2 separate regions of the Oncorhynchus mykiss genome follow, and region 2 is linked to region 1. A link is a contact called in public Hi-C data. All regions are on one chromosome and are shown on one strand. The core of a region is the stretch at or near the end of the contact, and the rest is flanking DNA. Distances in the headings are between cores, read along the strand shown.

Region 1 (2,997 bases), core at 6-2,505:
CTTTGTCATTATGGGGTATTGTGTGTTGATTGATGAGGGAAAAAAATATTTAATCAATTTTAGAATAAGGCTGTAACATAACAAAATATGGAAAAAGTCAAGGTGTCTGAATACTTTCCGAATGCACTGTATAAGTCCATGCTAATACTCCTGTGTCTCTTCCCTCGTCCGAACTTCGTTACCTAACTACAAAAAGGGAAAACACAGTGGCACATCCATCTCATTGAACTGTGACATAGAGTCCTTCACGGGTCCAAAAATATTGACCCATTTGAAATGGACCTGGGGCTTTCCCATCTGGACCCGATATGCATAAATAAAAACATTTTTTATATAGAGACCCCTTCCGAAAGGACCCGAGGACAACTAGACCCGTTCCATATAGACCTGGTTGTCCGATCCGAGTGAAGGAAGCAGCAGAAAAGTATATTTTTAAGCTACTTTATTAATTAACTGGAGCTGATAAAGTGTGAGGGAGTGGAGGTAAACATAGGTGAAGCTCGGGTAGGGGCTGTGCTGTGTGTGTAGGCTACTGAGAGTGTGAGCGAGTGACACGGGAATAGGGAGGTGGGAGGAAGAGACAGCAACCAACCAAGTAGACTCTCGCTATAGTAGACTAATAGCTGCCATAGATAGAAAATGTATCATCCAATATGATTATGTAGCCTGTCTTGACTGCATCAAACTGCTAGGCTAATTGAGAATGCATGTGCTTTCTCATCCTGCTCAGTTAAACAACAACAACTCCATTCAGAATGGAGCTTAGCTGTTGGCTCTTGGTCGTTGTAGCCTATCATTCTCCTTTCATTTTTAATTACAGAATTTGAATTCCATCTTCCATTGACTCAATATCTCCTAACACAGAGGCTCTATGGCTGTAGCCTATTGCCGCTTTGATGACTTATGATTGGCCAACAACAACAGCAAGCTACACGTGCCACTCTCGTTAAAAGAGTGGCACGTTTAGCTTGGGGTCCTGGATTGGGTCTCAGGTATTCGGGTACAGGTGGATCCGGGAAGACCTCTACTGTGAAGTCCTCAGCCTAGACATGTACCGTATATGTCTGTATATGTCAGTATTGTACAGGCCTATGTCTGTTCTAAGTGCTCTAAACGCCCTACATAACCTGAGATCAGACACACAGATAATACAACAGCTCCCTCCCTCCCGGGGCTGTACTCCTGTCTTCTCTCTGTGTGTGCTCCAGATCATTCCTCCCTCATTCCCTCTGTCATGCACATTATCTCTCACCTTGTCTTCCTCCACCCCTCTCCTCCCCCTGTACTCTCTCACACAGCAACAGGAACAGAAGCTCTCTAGCTCTGTCTGATACGCTCCAAAACACGGCAAGGCTCACACGAGCAGACACGCAGTAAGTAGATTCCTTCTCACATAACACCAACTACTCTGAAAGAGGTACTCACACATACACACGCACACATAACTAACTACAGTGCCCTCCGTAATGATTGGGACAGGGAAGAATTGTATTTTTTATTTTGGCTCTATACTGCAACAGTTTGAATTTGTAATCAAACAATGACTATGAGGTTAAAGTGCAGACTGTCAGCTTTAATTTTAAGGTATTTTCATCCATATTGGGCAACAGTTTGAAATGACAGAATTTTAAGGGACTAAAAGTATTGGTAAAAATTCACCTATGTGTATTACATTTAAGTATTTGGTCCCATATTCATAGCACGCAATGACTACATCAAGCTTGTGACTCTAGAAACTTGTTGGATGCATTTGCTGTTTGTTTTGGTTGAGTTTCTGATTATTTTGTACCCAATAGAAATGAATGGTAAATAATGTATTGTGTCACTTTGGAGTCACTTTAATTGTAATTAAGAATAGAATGTTTCTAAACACTTCTAAATTAATGTGGATGCTACCCTGATTATGGATAATCCTGAATTAATTGTGAATAATGATGAGTGGGAAAGTTACAGATATACAAATATCATACCTCCCAATAAAATGCTAACCTCCCCTGTTATTATAATGGTGAGAGGTTCGCATGTCTTGGGAGTATGATATTTGTGCGTCTAACTTTCTCACTTCAGTACATACTGTATAATTTCTAAATGTTTCACCTGATATGGATGAAAATACCCTCAAATTAAAACTGAAAGTCTGCACATCAAACTTGTTGTCATTGTTCGAGTTCAAATCCAAACTTTTGGAGTATAGAGCCAAAAGAAGAAGAAATGCTTCACTGTGCTAGCCTGTCTCTAGTTAAGCGATAGAAGACTCCCTCTGGGCTTATGCTCCAATACAGTACAGTGGAACCAGGAAAATTAGCCAGCCAGTCAGTCATCCAGCCAAACACAGCCAGTCATTCAACCAGCCAGGCATTCATCCTGCCTAGTGCTTACAGCCAATACCACAGCCTAGCCTGTCTCAGTCACACTAAGCTGGTCTCTTCCTCACACACTGGTCCTCGGCCACACGCTAGGCAAGGTCTAGGATACACTATCCCACCTGGACATTTCCCACTAAATAAGGGCTGATATTGGCTGTGGTGGTTTAGATGGAGCCAAAGGGAGAGAGAGGGTGCTAGAGAGAAGGCACAAAACATACACACACAACCACACAGCACACACAGTTATTTATACAAATAACCATGCATTTATGTGTACACACACATACACACTGTGGTCTGTAGGAGGCTGAGCGTTTCTCCCACTGTCAATACTAGAGCTTTCATGGTCTCCTTGAACATGTTGTGTTGTTGTAGGGACTAAAGCTATCTTTCTCACTTTACTCCTCCGGATGATATTACACTTCCATAATCCACATATCCACAATGACACTTGCGGTTGCCTGGCAACGCGCCCCAGGGAGTATAGTTGGCAGCGTGGGCGGTGGATGTGACATCACTTCCTGTGAGTGGCAACGGAGCGAACACTCTACTCTGCGACACAATGAGCAGCTGAGGAGAATGAGAAACGGCAAGACCGCTCTAATATCAAGGAAATATGAACAACACAATG
Region 2 (3,137 bases), core at 139-2,638, 68 kb after region 1:
AACAAATAAATAGGCGTCGTCGATTTCAGAGTCCTGGTGACTTATTATCTAAGCACCCTCAACAACAACAAAAAATACAAATAACAAGTGCAGCCACAATAACGACATAGAGACAGAAACAATGCAGCATCAAACTGTCCAAACTCACAAACCCGTCGTCTGTCGACGATCCAACTCCATCATGGATTCAGAAATCAAAATAGAATTTGCACAAACTACATCTACGTGCAACGGACATCCATGATAATCATCAATCGATTTGAATCAACTGGCTGCTGATTACACTCGTTTGTAAAGACGTTAAATAAGAATAATCCCAAGAATAACAGTGTTATTACGAAGTAAGAAAGGTTAATAAGTATCCTATTGCATTGTTGAATTTTTACTTTAGAATAGGTTCTAGAATCCCTCAATTAACCACACCTGGTTTGTGTGGCACAGCGAGAATCTGTAACAATGAACCCATGATAGAAAGAAGCCCGTCTGTAATGGCCACTAACCTCAGCATCCTCCGAGTGCAGCTATGGCTCGTGGCTATCTGAGCATCGAATCTTCACAACAGCCTTGCTGCACCTTATAGTAAAAAGGCTGCTTGGCACTCGATGTGTTTCCCAATCACAACAGGCTACCTAGTTAGAGAAATTAGCTGAATCTTAACTTTCTGAATCTGAAAGTCAGGTGGCAAGCCTTAGGGATTCTTTCCCACCATCTGTTCTTCTCGAGACTCGAATCGTACACGTGTCCCCACTTGTCTCCTCTCGACTTCAGTGGTGTCGTGACGCCTCTGCTGAGTAGGAGAGGAGGGAAAGCTGGATGGGGGTCGACAGTCATTCATTAAGAACAATGCAATAGATTGACCACAGACAATCCAACCAGTTGTTGATGGACCCGACCGAGTTTCGTTGAGACCCCCGACTGATATCACTTTACCCTCTGCATGCACATTCATGGTAACGATGCTGAGCTGGCTCGAGGCTCGTACCCCATCACAGCGGGTCGCTGTCAGTTGAGAAGCGCCATCAATAACTTTAGTAACACGAATGCAATAATTCGAACTCTGAGAATCATTATGGAAATGGGATAACTCACAATGTTCCGCGAGCCATTTGACTGATATTGTAGTTAGCTAGTTGGGTGCTTTTCAGACCGGGATTCTCACTGTTAACGTAACGTTAGTGACCACAGCTGAGCGTCACTGTCTCTCAGTCATTTGAATGACGGTTTGCTCCCAGAGTTCAAAGCTCTGTGTGGAGCCAATACTTTCTATTTATGACGAGAAAATGGTTTTATTACTTACCGAAGTGACGAAAAATCCGTTGACTGAAAATTATAAGAGCGAAGTTAACTAGTTGACCAGAGCGGTTCCACTGCTGCTGACGTGACGAATCGATGACACAATTTGCATATCAGTTACTTGCTCTCTGATTGGACAATTGAGAAGTCGTTCAATTTTTATAATCTCAGATTACATTTGGAGCCGGTTCCACATGGACAAATTTCATTTTCAATTTTGTGCCATAGTAACTCCTCATATGTAAAAATAAAATGACAAATATTAGACCAAATTGGTTATAAAGGCATGACACACAAGATGGCCGCGGTAGATCTGAAGCCAATCCGCGGAGGTTTTACTTTGATAACACAAACCTGTAGTCTCCCGGATAATAATGTTGACTCTGACAGGCGAGATAGTTGGAAAATAACATGGCAACCTGTCGTTAGTGTGTTGTGACCCCCAGTGGCTCTTCACAGTACTGCTAAACCAAGTCAGTATGGTCTTGACGTGAACCATAAATCTATGCCTGACAGCATGAGATCAGAAATAGTGGAAAGGTTTTCTAAAATCGATGAGATCCAACCAGATTTTTCACACATACTTCCACGCGCTCCTTTTGATTATTCTGAAAGTTAAATCAAAGAACATGCCTTCATTTCGGGAAGTATTACTGGGGAAAGTTAAAAACGTTTTTGGCCTCGCGTGCCTCTGAGGCTCCGAAATTTTTCAACACGAACATCGTATGTTCAGTTCACCCCTGGTTATCAACCTGTTCAGCTGATTTATTAAGAGCAAATGTATGCTTGATCTGAAAATATGGTTTATAAGCGCCGTATGGATGGTGTCACGCATTTGCGGAGTCTGGAGTCACAAAGGCCAAATTGAGCTCTAACACGTTGTCGTGCGACATGACCCACACACCCTTATGTGATGAATAAAGGCTACTTAGATCTCCACAGCTAGTCAATGGCAAACAGTGCTTACCTCAAACCTTAATCACTACATACATGTACATCACAGCTGTCCAAAGCACTGCATCTCAGGGCTTGAGGTGTCACTAGACACTGGTTTGATTTCAGGCTGAATCATCTATCAGCCATGATTGGGAGCCCCACAGGGCAGCGTACAATTGGCCCAGCACCAGCCGGGTTATGCAGTCATTGTAAATAATAATTTGTTCTCAACTGATGTACCTAGTTATATAAAGGCTCATTTTAACACAGTCATTGGTATGCATTGTCATGTTTATTTCCTTTCAAAGAAAAGCTTTCCAAACTCACTACCTATACAGCGTGAACTGTTGACTGAAGATTTGGTTCCATATAGGAACGTTAAAATGAGAAGTCCACATATGCATTGTTTTACCAAATTCAACAGTCCAGACAGCATGTGTTTACTTCATTTCACAGCAATATAGTGCCAAGTAGCCAAAAGCTTGAGCAAAACAATGTCTGTTGAGGGCTGCCATTCCCACAGCACATTTTTATTTAGACAAACCTTTAATCAGCTCAATAAGGGTAAATAGAACATTCAAAACTATTTAAAAGCAATGTAAAGATAGCCGTGATTTAACGTTGCATATTCATTAAAACCATACCTGCAATATATATTACCCATCTCGCCTGTAGTTTACACAGTAAAGAAATTAAAAAAAAGATACCAAACCATAATCCAAAAGGATGCAAATTCCCCCCCACCCCAAAAATGTAGTGTTGGTTTAATTTAATTTCAGTCAAATATGTTTGGGGAAAAAAATAATACCCAAGGTTAGAGTCCATCTTCAGTCTGAAGTCATTGAAAAACATTCCAAGTCCCAATAATTAACTGTCCTGACCACACCTTAGCAAGCGGTCATGAATCC

Evidence for each region. A called contact is a pair of places that touch in the nucleus more often than the background predicts.
Region 2: a Hi-C map of liver shows a contact between it and region 1, with 3 times the contacts expected there. The contact joins the promoter of LOC110506740 here to the enhancer-like site in region 1. A contact is called at or near these places in 2 of 3 Hi-C or Micro-C datasets (blood and liver).

What each region holds. Positions count from the first base shown.
Region 1 is chr26:36,844,411-36,847,407 of USDA_OmykA_1.1, forward strand. All of the region lies in intron 3 of LOC110506740 (chromodomain-helicase-DNA-binding protein 9), which reads right to left. Among protein-coding and RNA genes, the nearest start is that of LOC118944405, 44 kb to the left of the region's middle. Within about 2 kb of position 1,256, at least 4 of the 11 cell types and tissues checked have an H3K27ac peak or open chromatin away from gene starts, as enhancers often do. A contact at or near this core is called in liver, where this site is marked.
Region 2 is chr26:36,912,272-36,915,408 of USDA_OmykA_1.1, forward strand. LOC110506740 (chromodomain-helicase-DNA-binding protein 9) reads right to left here and starts at 1,389. Exons shown (of 40, transcript XM_036963373.1): 1 at 1,298-1,389. LOC110506741 (AKT-interacting protein) reads right to left here. Exons shown (of 11, transcript XM_021586581.2): 11 at 2,503-3,137.